2 separate regions of the Callithrix jacchus genome follow, and region 1 is linked to region 2. A link is a contact called in public Hi-C data. All regions are on one chromosome and are shown on one strand. The core of a region is the stretch at or near the end of the contact, and the rest is flanking DNA. Distances in the headings are between cores, read along the strand shown.

The links. A called contact is a pair of places that touch in the nucleus more often than the background predicts.
Region 1: a Hi-C map of induced pluripotent stem cells shows a contact between it and region 2, with 3 times the contacts expected there. The contact joins two enhancer-like sites. A contact is called at or near these places in 3 of 3 Hi-C or Micro-C datasets (induced pluripotent stem cells and skeletal muscle).

The regions. Positions count from the first base shown.
Region 1 is chr10:85,686,831-85,693,825 of calJac240_pri, reverse strand. All of the region lies in intron 7 of NAV2 (neuron navigator 2), which reads right to left. Among named protein-coding and RNA genes, the nearest start is that of DBX1, 250 kb to the left of the region's middle. Within about 2 kb of position 3,350, at least 3 of the 16 cell types and tissues checked have an H3K27ac peak or open chromatin away from gene starts, as enhancers often do. A contact at or near this core is called in skeletal muscle, where this site is marked.
Region 2 is chr10:85,533,652-85,541,045 of calJac240_pri, reverse strand. All of the region lies in intron 2 of NAV2 (neuron navigator 2), which reads right to left. Among named protein-coding and RNA genes, the nearest start is that of DBX1, 400 kb to the left of the region's middle. Within about 2 kb of position 4,280, at least 2 of the 16 cell types and tissues checked have an H3K27ac peak or open chromatin away from gene starts, as enhancers often do. A contact at or near this core is called in skeletal muscle, where this site is marked.

The DNA.
Region 1 (6,995 bases), core at 2,101-4,600, 150 kb before region 2:
GAAAATTAAAAAATTTGCTCTGATGAGCTGGTAGAAACTGATTCCAGCAATAACACTGGCTCAGGGAATCCACAGCTGATGTCTAGATTAAAAGCAGTTTTCATAAATCAAGTCTCTGCTTAGGTTTGCCAAGAAAGGTTTTATCCAGAGGTGTAGTAGTTTTTGGAGACTATGCAGTCCCTATAGGAGACTAAGACAGGCACAAGGATAAGAAAGGTTTAGAGCTAGTCACCATCCATCAGGTAATTATCATGTGATCAAAGTACATAGAACTAAAAGGAAGTGCTGAGGTCAGCCAGTGTAATGAAGGAATCTAAGGCCCAGAGAGCATGGTTGTTATTCAAGGATCTGGAACACAGCCTTCCTCTTTCCTCTCCATGCCCTGAAGTCTTATCCTCTTAGGGAAAGGCACAACATGAATTTGGCTTACAACCAGGCAGGGGCACACATAGGCAGTTCTGGCTAAATTTTTACATTTTGCTAGTTTGCAATTTGTAGGATTTCTGCCTCTTTGTGTATGAAGAGGAGTTCTGCCAGCGATTGGTGTGAGCTTAAGAAAGCTAGCCAGAAACCCAACTGACAGGAAGAGAAGACCAACTGGGGTGGCCAGCAGTGAAGGAATGAGCAGACAGGTTTCTACAAGACAGCACACAAGGATGTGGGGGAAGCGGTGAACTGATGGGATATTCCAGACTGGGAAAGGCTCCCCCACACACCCATGTTAATCAGCAGGAAATAGAAGGGCAGATGAAGGAGGTCCTTTTATGTTCTTAATAAGGCTCCAAACACAAAAATACAAAATGAACCAGGCAATGCCTCCCTTTCACTGAAAACGAGATCAAATTAGGCATCCTAAATGTTTTTCAAATGATTTCTGACCTGGTTATATTACACAAAACAGGACAGAGTGATTTAAACCTGCTGTCAATACAGAGTCAAGGAAAGAAAAATGCCAGCGATTCTGCAGCTGTCCAGCTGGAATCCTGGAGGAGCAGCTTTCATGATGACTCTGATGCACAGAAACAAGCCAAACTGCCAGAGCAGGAGTTAAACCAAATAAACCTGAAGGATATCAGTTTATTAGAAGGAGAGACTTAAAATAGCAGCCAGGAATGTATGGGTTTCTTTGGACAACTCAGATTACATGCCCTATCCCTGCCTTTAGTAACACGATGTAGTAAAATGTTCTGTTCAATCTAGTTTCTCTCTGAATTGCAGTAAGTTTTCAGCTTAGGGAAGTCAGCCTGTAAGCAAATACACTGGGTGAGCAAAATGTATATATACAATGAGGTTCCTCAGAGGGGTTAGCTGGCTATAATGAGAAACAAGGCACAGTCTGGGTCTCCCGGAAATTTATATCAGGGTTAGAAGACGACACATGCCCATGAGGACATGGTCCCAAGGGCGAGGGTTTCCAGTTAAACTAACAGATGGTCTTTATGACAATGGGCATTTGGCATGAACTCTAATGAATGCATTCCTTCATTTAATGCATGTCTATTCTGTGCCAGGTTACGGGGACACAAAGATCAACAGTGACCAGTCTCATGGGGCTGGGTAAGGGGTGTCAGACATTCTAAAATACTACATTTAAACGAATTTTCTTTTCTGCTTCATCTATTTTTCATTTTGGTAATCAGCAGCACGGACATTAAAGTCCAAATGTGTTTAAGTGGAATATAAACATTTGCTCAAAGCCGTGGTGTCTGAAAGCAAAGAGGACTTTTGCAAGAGATACAGAAACATACAAGAATCACTTTTTTGCTCTTATTCTGCAAGTGAAGGCAGCAAAATGTCCTAGAGTCCAGATGTAAATTCCATTTCCAGTTTTTCTATTTCAAAAACATTGGCCCTAGCTCATCTTGTCTTTGACAGTTCACTAAACTTTATTTAATGAGATAAAGTTAAAGAACTGCTACCAAACACAGACATTTTGCTTGAAAATTAGAATGTAACCACCAAAAGATTAAGTCAGGATGTAACCTAGTAGAAATTGAATGATGAAATGCCTGCAATCCATCATTTTTGCCAGTTGGAATCGCTAGAGTGGCTGCAGATGTTACCACTTGTGCTCTCAAAGGTTGAGGGCTGCCTTTTGCTAGCAGATGCTGAAACTTACTAGGATTTAAGTGGCTTGGAACTTCATCACTACAGAGCTCTATCAGGTTTCTTGTGTCCATAAATAAACATCACTGGATCAAGATGCACTCTCCCTTTTGCTGTAAGCCAACCAAGTTATTAGCAGATAGGACTTTGCAGTCTCTCCACTTTTGCTGCAGCTCTGCCCTGACTGGCTTGGATTGGCATTCTAGATCATCCACCATCTGAGGTCAATTTGGAATTGACCAAGAATTCTTAGAGTGAGGTGACAGGGTAAATCACAAAAGAGATTCAGAAAGCCTGGTTTCTGATCCCATTTTGGCCACCATCCTCTCAATTCTTTCAACAAGGATTTATTGAACATGACAGGCATGCTTTCTGCCCTCATAAAATTTGGAGTCTAGCATCAATTTTCTGGGTAGAATTGAGAAAGTCATTTTGCCTCCTTCATTCAGACACCTACACACATATACACACTCGACTTTCTTTCCCTCTATCATGCCGTGTCCCCTTTTACCACTTAGACTTTGGATACACTGTTGTGTCTAGAATACTCTTTCCTTATTCTACAGAGCTAATGCACTTTTCAGCTTAGACCTCACTTCTTCCAGGATATTTTCTTGACTCCTCCAAGGTTGGATTGGATGCTCCTTCCAGACATAAATGTCCTATAGACACTTATCACAGGATATTACAAATGTCTGTTTCTCTGCTACTGATCCTGTCCCTATTCCAAGCACAGCATCTGGCACATGCTGGGATCTCAGGCCAGAGTTCACTTCCAGCTCACAAATATTTGCTGAGCCCTGTCCTTGCCCTAGAGAAACTCGAGACCAAAAAAATGTGTTTGCAAAATGATGTCACTGTAAAAGCCAGTGAGACAGGGATAAAGCATTACCTTACACATAAGAGCATGTGGTGGGAGAAGTGATCATTGTCCTCATAAAAATGAGTTCAAATTATCATGATCTTTTTACATGCACTGTTTGGTCATTTTTGCTTTTTCTTAGTATGTTCATATATCAGAAAACAAACTCCTGAACCCCTCTGATTTAGAGTATCCCTATACAACAATTTCAAGAAGTTCATACTCCTCCTTTAAGCTCCAATTCTATATGAACTCTCCTTGCCTACCTTCTCAGTCCCTTAGCTACCACTTTCTTCTCTGAATTTTTGTGACTCTGACTGCCTGGACCACTCATCTGGCACTTGCTGTTTTGTTCATAATTGTACCTCCAGCAATTTATATAGCACTTAATGTAAAGGAGGGGCTCAATGATTAGTGAATTAAGTAAAAACTAGCTTGTATAATAGCATGATGGTTAAAAGCAAAATGTTGGCTTTGCAATGATGCAGATCCTGGTTCAAATCTCAACTCTGGCCCTATTAGCTGCATAATATAGACACATTATTTAACCACTCTGAGCTTCAGTTTATCTATAAAATGGAAATATTACTACTCACACTTCCCAGTAGTGATGTGAGGTATTAAATGAAGCTATGTATGTAAAGTACGTAACACACCTCCAGGCGCATAATAACTTGACCACCCCATGATGGGCAGCTACAGTTACCATTTTCCTTGTTACTGTTTCAGTTCCCCCTTTCAGTCCAATGCCTCATGTATATTATAAGCAGGTCTTAAAGTTATTTAGAAGGCAGGCATTTGTAATATCTGCTGTTGACACACATGGACGGCTTTAGGATAGTGATGAAGAGGAGGAGGAGGAACATGATGGCAACCATTACTTCTTCTGATGTCACTAATTTCCAACCCTTTGGCAGGCTTTTGATTTCAAAAAGAGCAGCTGACAAGTGGGAGAAGAAAAAGACCAAGCTTGCTTCTAAAGAAATGTGCTTCCCAGAGAGATTCCACAGGATCCCTGGACCACAAACCTCAGAAAACCATGAGATGTTTTACAGCCAAGAATCTCCTCCCACCCCCAACTCCCCACCTCTTCCTCAGCTAGTATCTTTGCTCACTGAGGATATGGAAAGCTGTTTCTGTGCATTAGAATCAACTGCCAACTCAAGGTTATGATCTGTTTTTATCTAGATCAGAGGCAGAAAGAGAAATGTCTCAGTCATTACTTAAAATTCCTTGGCCAGCACCAAAGACCTTCTATCTATGCTGTGGTTCCAGAGGGAACGGCTACCGCAGGGTGGCTGGTTACCTGCGTCAATGCTCTGTTTACTGCCTGGGTGCTCCTGGAATGGGCCAGCATCTGGAATTGGAATCCCAGAATGAGGAGGTATAGTCCCATCCAATATGAACTAGATTAAAGTTAAGTACATACGGGGAAAGGAAGACCAGAAACACTCTTCTTTACTATCCTTGAGGCAAAATCAATACCCTCTTTTTATTGAGGGAAACTGAGGTCCAAGGAAGGGGAGACATTTAACTATGAATATTTTGGGGGTAGGAGAAAAGCAAGAGTTATAATATCTACTTGAGTATGGTATGAACAGAAAGCCATTGTATATAATTCACATACCATGAAATTCACACATTTTGAGTGATTCAATGGTTTTTAATCTACTCATGAAGTTGCTCAACCATCACCACAATCTAATTTTAAAACATTTTCATCATATCAGAAAGAAACTCTATAGCCGCTCCTCATTCCTCCTCTTACCCCAACCCTGCAGCCCTAGCAACCACCAATCTATTTTTTGTGTCTATAGATTTGCCTACTCTGGAGATTTCATATAAATGGGATCACACAATATTTGGCCTTTTGTGTCCAGAATGACATTTTTGTAATGACAGACTTCAGCACCGGACTTACTGGCTGCTCAATGAATGATTATCCAGAGCTGTGCTGTCAAATACTGCAGCCACGAGCTACATGTGGCCATTTAAATGAATTAAAATTTAATACATTTAAACTTTGGTTCTTCATCTGCACTAACCACATGTCAATTGCTTAATAGCCACATGTAGTCCTAGTGGCTACCATATTACACAGCACAGAGTGTAGACTATTTCCATCATTGCAGAAAGTACTGTTGGACAGTGCTGCAGAGGATAGAGGCACTTATTCATTCATTAAATACAGACCAGCACTCTGCAAATGTCTCCTCCTCCTGGTGTTGGAGAGTTAACTATGGCAGATGGAGAGTGAGGATGAGGAAGAGGTCAAGGGAGGAAGGAGGGAGTGAAAGGGTGGGCCAAGAAAAGCTCAATATATCCTCCTCCCACCCCACCACAATATTACTTCCAGTGCCCTGAGAGCTCCCACACCCACCCTGGACCTCAAAAGCTCTCTGTTTAGTTAAGCTCATCCAAAAGGCAGATATGCCAAAGCCTTTGGAAAGACTTCAAGGTAGCTAGCCTCAACCTTAGCCGTTTGATGATTTCTGAAGTGTTACACGTTAGAAGGTGATCTGAGGGGCTCCCTAATGAGACTGAACAGTTCCAATCAGTTTCTGGCCAGCAGTGGCCATTCCAGTTGCCAAGATCTGAGCACTAATGCTGACTAACACCTCAAGGCCAGAGCCAGGGCATCTTGGCATGCTCAGACCAAAGGGAGCACAGAAAGCTCCCTGCTCCTTTCCTGGGGGCTGCCTGTGAGTTCAGCTACAATGTCTTTAATCTTCCCAAAGACACTGCAGTCACCAGCCCCAGCAACAGGGCAGCAAGTTGTTGCGAATTGTGGGTCTGGATGCATTAAGACAATCAGAGGGCCCAAACTAAAGGATGAATTAAAAAAAAAAAAACAAAAGGAAAAATAAAATCACATTCAGAGAAAGGTCCTTTGATCCTTCACCTATCAGAGTACTTTGTTCCAAAACACTGTGGAAAATTCATCAATTCTGACTTTCAAATGTTGTTTCATAGGAGTATAACTGACTAATTTCCCTTTGTTTAAAACTGCCAAAAGGTGTATCTTCTTTTTTCTATTTTAGCCAATTTATAAAAAAGGAAAACACAACCTAACAAATGCTTCTCTCAATGTTTGTTAGTTTCAATCAATATTTCTGTCTCAAATTCTCCTCCCCCTATGAATGGCAGTGGGAGGATTTCAAGAATCAATAAGTGACATTTCTAAGATACCAGGAGCAAAAGATAACAGGGTGGATGTTTACCAAACTATGTCAAGTATGCATTTGCTAAAAGTTGTCCTTTTAGTGAAGGTCATTCTGTGTTTCTTTGTCCCTGGGTTTTCAAAAATACCTTTCATCATGGTTTATCAAAGAGAGAGGAGGCTGAGCAAGAAGAGGTGGTTACATGGGTGCTTCAGACTTTTGATCTGAAGCAACAGACCAGGAATGGAGATCTGGCTCTCCGAGGTACTCAGTTCAGCTGCTGTGGTTACTTTGTCCTTTGTAGCCATTTCTGACTTTTGGACACTCGTGAAATTATTGATTCAACAAGCTTATATACATAATTCAGGGTATTTTCCCATATGTTTCATCTCATGTAAACCACACAATAACATGTGGTCAGTGCTATCCTCATTTCCATTTTACAGCTAAGGAATGTGAAGTTCAGAGGTGTTAAATGACCCATCAAAGCCACGCGGCCATCAAGCAGAGTTGCTGGGACCAGACCCCAGGTGTCCTGAGCACAAGTCTGGCATTCAGATCATCTTCATCACACAACAACTTCTGCCAGTTGGTGTGGGAAAGAGAAAGCAGAGAAGTGTGGGCCTATGAATACTAAGAATCCCAAAGGCTGGAGAACAGGCTTAAGTGGAGCCACACCTGTTTTGCAGAGTTCTACTTTAACAGTTGGGTCCTACCTTGTTCCCTTGGCCACAGGGGCCGCATAAAGCAAGTGATGCTTGTGCCCCTTCACCAACCTGCCAGCATCTGTTTCTCAGAGACACCTTCTATGGGAATGGGGTAACCAAGGATGATTTGGCTGCTCTCCCCCATGAGTTCCTAGAGCT
Region 2 (7,394 bases), core at 3,031-5,530:
CCGGGAGCATGAACCAATAGAACTCAATGGTAGGTAAAAGGTGGAGATAAGGAGGGTAGGATAAGTTCTCTTATCAGTAATTTCTGCTGGTCTCAACGCAGTTCTAGACATCCCTTCCTCCCTCTCCCCTAGGAGATGGCTATGTGAGTGGACATTGCAGTTGGGGTTACAATAGGCTGGTTAAAGCTGAAACCGCCACTAACTCATGAGACTCCAGTGACACTGGCCATCACTGTGTTCACTGAAAAGCCAAGGCTGTCCTAACCTGGAGCCTTTGTGCTGTCTGGATCAGGCTCCCTGGTCTTTACCTGGTAGGTTCTTCAGTTTTCATGCTGCTTCCTCAGAGTGGTTTTCCTTGAGCCCTTCATACAAAGTTGCCCCTGTCACTCCTGAGCATAGCATTCTACTTTACTTTCTTCATAGTACTTGTTGCTCACTGAAATAAACTTATTTTTGCATTTGTTTACTTGTGTTTTGTACACATCTCTCCACAAGTATGTAAATTCCGTGGAATAGAAATCTTGCCATTCTCGCACTACACTGCTTAGAACAGTGCCTGATGCATGGTAGGTACTCAATAAAAAGAAGATAAATGAATGAATAACTCCCCAAAGACAAAAGGCCTCCAGACAGCCCTCTTCTTGACCATTCTGGACATCCACAGCAACCCTGACTTCAGGGTTGGTCTGAGTGGTCCCTGTGGTTGGATTTCCCACCAGCCACTTCAAACTCACTCTGGCCTCCATCTCAACAAAGGGCTCAGGTAAGCTGAAGTTTTCCAAAGAACAGCACTCCCATGGGGAATTCCTTTTATTTATTCCCCAAAACAGAAGAACCACTAGCACTGGTATTTTTCCAAATTCTATACCTTGGGGCACAAAGCAAATGCAATAGAATCCCAGGACAGAATTACTTATTCACACCCCTGACTGGAAGAACTCACAAGCAAATATTGCTTGTGCTGATGATTCATTACTATTTTTTCTCCCTAGTTTTACCTACAGATCTCAGGGCCAAAGTCAACTGCATTTGTAGTTCATAACTGGTTCTTTTTAACCCAGCGTATTGGACAATATTGGTTCTCCTAGCTAAATTCCTTCTCAGGGCATTAGATTCTTCTCTCTTACTCTTCTAAATTTTACTTTGAAAATACGCTGTTTGCATAACATGAAGATAGGTACTGCATTCTAGAGAGGGAAAAGAAGCCTCGCATAGTGAGACCCAGCCAGATCTTTGAAGAGCCCACCAAAGGGACAAGTCAGTGCTTCGTCACCAGCAAATGGTCATTCCCAGAGCTTGTGAGTCAGTGGTGTGCGTGGCTCTTTTGTTTTCCTGCAACATGCCTGCATTCTCCCCTGAAGCTAGGAGGGAAATAACTAATAACATAATCACTGTCCAGTATTATTTCAGCTAAGCCATAATATGATGTTAGTAGGATGATAAGATCAATTGCCATCTTATAAACCTACTGGATTGCCCTGAAGTTGGGTTGGGAGTGGTCTTGAGAATGGGGCAAAGGACTTACCTTTGGTAAGGGTCCTAGAATGGCTGGATTAGACAGAGGGTCTCATTCTCCAGCCTGCCTCTCAGAGGAGCAATGTCAGGACTCACATTAGCAGATATGCTAGGCTGCCTTTGAAATGAAATGGTGATACAGTTCTGTTTTAGACCTAATTCATCTGCTGAACTCTCACTTAACCAGAAATATTTTTCTTTTCCAAATACATAGATGTTATTCTATCCATTTGCCTCTTTCAGGAAATAGAGGTAAATGGGCAGGATGACACCTACATATTTGGAAATTTACAAAAAAATCAACTTTGAAGGATGCTATGGAGGGCTGAGCTCAAGAGAATGACAGTGCCATTTGTAGACCACCTTATCCCCACTGCACCCCTGCATTTCTGCATGCTCCACAGCACCACTCATCTGCATCTTCTGCACCTGCACCTCAAACAGCAACAACAGTAATCATACATTGCATAATAATTCTTCAGGATGTGATGAGCACTTTATATATATTGGTTTTTTTCAGTTCACATTAAAAAACCCCACGAGGTGGCATCATTATTATATATATTTTTACAAATCAGAAAACTGAGAAAATAGAGACATGAAGCAACTTGCCCAAGAAAATATAGCTAGTAAGTACCTCACATGGGAGCCAATCCCAGGTGTACCCAGCACCAGAGGCCCCACTCGTACTGTTGCTGGCTTCTCTTCAACCAAGCAGTTGATTTACTCTGTTTACTACATCAGGAAAAGTGCATTTGTTTGGTTTTTGTTTTTTCCCAGAAAGAGTTTCATTGACTATTTTTCATAACACTAAATTCAAATAATACCTGAGCCACAGTTTCTTCTTATAAGTGAGGGTGTTGGACAAGATTATCATTAAAGTGTCTTTCAGGTCCAAACTTCTATAATTTTATTCTGATCAACTGCACAAAAGAAGTTTCTTTCTCTCAAGAAAGAAGTGAGGGGAGCAAATCTTCCTAGGTTCTTTAGAATATCCACCAAGTCTCCATAGACAGGAGGGCTCCTCCAAAATCCTCAGGGGGGTAATTAATCAAGATCAATAATCCCTTGGGGGTTGTGGAAAAGAAGGCAGAAGCAGTTGCTCTGCCTCCCTGGTGAGGTCATGGCTCCCTCTCGGTCAGAGCTGATGTGGAGGGAACCCACAATCCCCTAGGTCAGTTGACTGTTTGTACTATAGCAAAATAGGAGAAGGCTTGACTGGGCCCCAAGCCCAAGCCCCCTTTCCCTACAACCTGCTCAGTTAATCCACCACAGGGGCTGCCTACCAGCTCAGGTCACCCTGCCCTGCGAGGCCTGGGCCTGTCCCTGGCCATCATGTCTCACTCCATACATTGGTGGGAATGGATTCCTGGTCCCCCACACTGCCTCTTATAACAAAGTCACCCTACTTTCAGCCACTGCCTCCTGCTCCTCTAACCCAATGCCACCCTTTACCTGGCTTCAGCTCCTCCAACCCCTCTCCATTGCCCATGCATTTCGTGGCTATTTTTTACCACTCGAGCCTCAGCTCACACAGCCCCTCCTCAGAGAGGCCTTCCCTGGCCCATCACTCGACACATTACTTGGTTTCATTTTCTTCGCTGCCTTTAGTTTTACCTGAAATGACTGTGCTTATGTGTTACATCACCTGGTTCCTTCACACTAAAATACATGTTCTATGAAGGCAGGAGCCCTCCTGTCTTGTTCATCTTTGTGTCCTGGTGCTCAAATAGAAGATGTTGGTGCTCAATAAATGGAGTGAACAAACCCCTTTATTCTCAACATTCCACATCTATGAAGTGAAGGGAATAATATTTACACCACAATGTAAATATGGTGATGAGTCAATATTGTGATGCTGCTATGAGGATTAGAGACAATGTATAATATTTTCAGGCTTTGCCGAAGACTAGGTTCCAATAACTGGGCAATGATGATGGTAATGATAATGATGACACTGGGAGAGGTAGCACAGAGAGACTGGGGGTAAGACTGCAGGCTCCAGAGTCTGAATTTGGCTTTGGCAATTAATTCGCTGTTTGATCTTCAGCAAACAAAATTCTCTTAGCCACAGTTTCCTCATCTGTAAAATAGAGATTATAACAGTAACTCCTAGGGCTTTTGTAACTCCTGGGATTAAATAGGAACAAGCCATGGAAAGTATCCAGAACAATGTCTAGCACATACCATACCCTCAATAAATGTAAACTGTTACTGTGTACCAGATACAAGGCTATTCATGTCCCTTAAACCATCCCATCACTCACCATGCAGCCTATGAAGCACTTTCCCACAAATCCTCTTAGTTGATGCTGCTGAATCTTATGATGAAGACGAATTACCCACTCTACTTTATAGCTGATATAACTGGTGTTCAGAGAGGTCAACTTGCCCAAGGTCACACAGTTCACCCGACGCAGAGGAGCAAAAGCCTTTAAGTCAGAAATTCAAACTCTCTTCTTGCCACCACCCAGGCTTGCTCTCTTGTGCAACCTGCAGCCCCAGAATCTGAGGACACCTTATGAGGCAGTATGGAGAAACTCTGCCATGCTGCTTGAGTATTCCTGCTAAAAATAAACAGGAACCCTAGGCCTCTGCACACTCACTGGGGCCAACTGTGATTCTCCAAAACCCGCTCCCTTATAGGACAGTCAAGGGTTTGGCAACACCACAAAGGCAGATGGAGCCTGTGGTTTCCACCAGGAGAGCAGGTCCAAGGTTCTAGTGCTCTCTCAGCTTCAAAACAACATTCCCAACCCCACATTTGCTGGGAATAGTTCAGAGCAGGGCGCTGAAGCAGTCACCAAGGACTTTTTCAACTGTTTCCAGCTGGCACAGTATGTTCACTGGGCATCAGGGTCTTCCCCATGGATCAGCCCAGCCCAGCCCAGCAGCCCCTCCTGTTTTGGCCCCTGGCCTGGTCTCAGCCTCTGTCCTCAGAAAGGTTTTCAAAGGTGGCCTGACCAGGCCTTGGCAGCCCTCACCGTACCAGGGGCAATTCAGGGAAGGGGCTCTGTGCGTGACGTCTGAGAAATCCAAGGGGCTGGATGCAAATGAATTAAGGGGGAAAACAAACTGTGCTCACCAAAAAGAAGCTGGCACCCTGATCAGTCTTTTTAACTCCCAGCGGGAGCAGATTTGTTGTGACTAATGCATCAGGCTTTAAATAGTTTCACGTGGCATACTGATTAGTCCAAGGCACAACAGAGGCAAATGCAAAGTTTCCAAAAAGAAGAAAAGGCTGCCACTCTCAGAAAACACTCATCTGCTGATGGAAGCCCACCCTATTTAATTCCTTAATAAAGCAATAAGGCATAGCGAGCTGGGTGAGAAAGAAAGAACATGGAGCCAGATTCCTGGTGGTTTCAGGTTGACTTTGGTTATTCTTTTCCTCCATCACCCTTCATGATTGCCCCTTGACCACAATCCAGATTTCTTGGTAATACCTTCCAGACTCTTCATGAACTGGTCCTGTACTGGGCTGAATAATGTCTTGCAAAAAATTCATTTCCTCCTGGAACCTCAGCTGTTCCAGAATACGACCTAATTTGAAAACAGGATCTTCGCAGATTTAATTAGTTAAAATGAGTTTATTCTGGATTAGGGTGAGTGTAGGGTAAATGCTCCTTAAAACAATAATCAAAGCATACCCTTAGAATGACCTTGTCTGGTAGACACACCTGAATGTGTGCTCCAAGCTAGGGAATTCAGATATAAGCAACCTACTTATTCATTCCTTGCCCATGAGGAACATTTGAGCCCCCATCCCAACCCCTGGAACATGAACTTTACAGGAGATTGAGGCTCTGAGTTCTATGTTAAATAAAGTTGCCAGGTATAGGTCATCAAGGGGAGGCTGTTAAGTGAAAATGCTGAATAAACTACATGCTGTTTGCAAGCCAGCCACCACTAGGCTGTGCAGTTCTCTTGTCCAGCCTGGTGCCACTGGACCATTTCTATATGTAAGGCTGTTGTCCTGTCCAGACCGTTACCACCAGATTCTCTGCTCTGTAGGTATGTCCCTAATAAAACTCCAAGTCTCATTTGCTGGCTCTGGGTCTCTTTGGCCTCTAGAACCTGGTGCCTTCCCTATTGAGATTAATAGTTTAGCACAACACTGGGTTGTAAAGCCAGTGACTGGTGTCCTCATAGTAAGGCCATGAGAAGACACAGGAGACATGAAGAGAAGAACACCATGCAAAGAGGAAGCCAAAGATTGGAGTGATGCATCTACAAACACAAGGAATGCCAAGAACTGCCAGCAACCTTAGAAGCTAAGAGAGAGACATGGAACAAGTCCTTCCCAGAGCCTCTAGAAGGAACCAATCCTGCCAATGACCTAATTTTGAACTTTCAGGCCCTAGAGCAGTGAGATAATAAATTTCTGTTCATTTAAGCCATTGATTCATGGTATTTTCTTATGGTAGCCCTAGGAAACAAATACAGGTCACAACCTACATGTCTAGCCTTTCTTCCATCAAAGTCACCTTCTTCACAGTCCGTGTATGGGATGTAGCTCTTACACATTAAAAAAAAAAAAAAAAATAGAAGGACAGAGTTCAGATCTCACCTCCACCATTTTGGCTGCGGTGTGATGTTGGGCAAATCAATTCTTTTATTTTTAGTTGTCTACTCTGTAAAATGAAGATAAAAGAAGGGCTGTTGTAGTGGGTTGAATGTGAAAATGTACACATAACTACAGGGAGACTATATTAGCCACCAGAATTTTTCTTGGGGAAGACATTGCATTTGTTTGGAAAATAGAGCTAAACCAACCTCTTGCAGAAGAGTGGATCCCCAGGGCCATGATCTTGACACAACGATATGGATCACTGATCATGCTGACACAAAGGATCTGTAGTGTGCAAGTTGTGGGTGATGGTGGAAAGAGTTGGCTGATAAAGGGTGAGGAATGTAGAGTTCACAGGAAAGAATCCAGGAGACAAAAGGGCCAACAAGGAAGCAAGTGAGGGAAGGAGAGGGGAACACTCCTCCACACCATGGTAGGCTAAGGGGAGTTCTCCGGGAAAACAGAAACCACCGATGAACATTTTTAATTGCTTGTAGTGAAGTATATAAGATAAGCTCAATCCTCCATGGCCTCTACAAAATATCCAGTCAAATCTAAATTGGGCACCAATATTTTTATAATCATGGATTATTTTGGTTCAAACTTGGAAATGTATTTAGAGTCTGGGTTGTTATCATGGGGTAAAAATAAGGCCATGCAGACACATGAGCTGGAGAACCAGGGGTCTGAGTAACATCTGGTTTACTCACATAAGAAAGGCCAGCTTACTGCAGGTAGTCTATAAACATTATAGATAAATGTTTGCTTCGGCCTCCCCTTCCTGACCATGACTTGCTCCTGCCTAAGCTTGGACTGACCTATCCTCTTCCTCCACCACTTGTTCATCTATTTGAAACCTACCCAGCCTTCAAGAATCAGCTGCCTCCTGCAGGAAGGCTTCACCCACCTTCCCAGCCAGAAAGGATGATCTTCCTGCCTCTCAACTTTATGCAGCGTGTTCCCATGTAACAGGTATCCTACTTATTCCTTCTGGAGGTAATTAATAAAAAGCAATGTTAAAAGTCATGCAGAGGAAGATAAGGGAAGATCAACTCAGAAAAAAGAGAAAGACCCAGAAAGGGGTAGAGAAAGGGGAAAATTGGGAGGGGGGGCATTGAAAAGCTCAAACAGCCAACTTTTTTTCATGGTCATTGTATCCTGGACTAAGCAAAAGGGACAGAGGGGAAAGGTGATATCTCTAGCAGGCCCTTTTGTAAAGTTGAAATTCAAGCATTTCTCATTCTGAAACGCAGTGAAAACAATTGCTATGCCGGTAACGTGGTTTCCTCGAAGCTCTCTTCCAGTCATG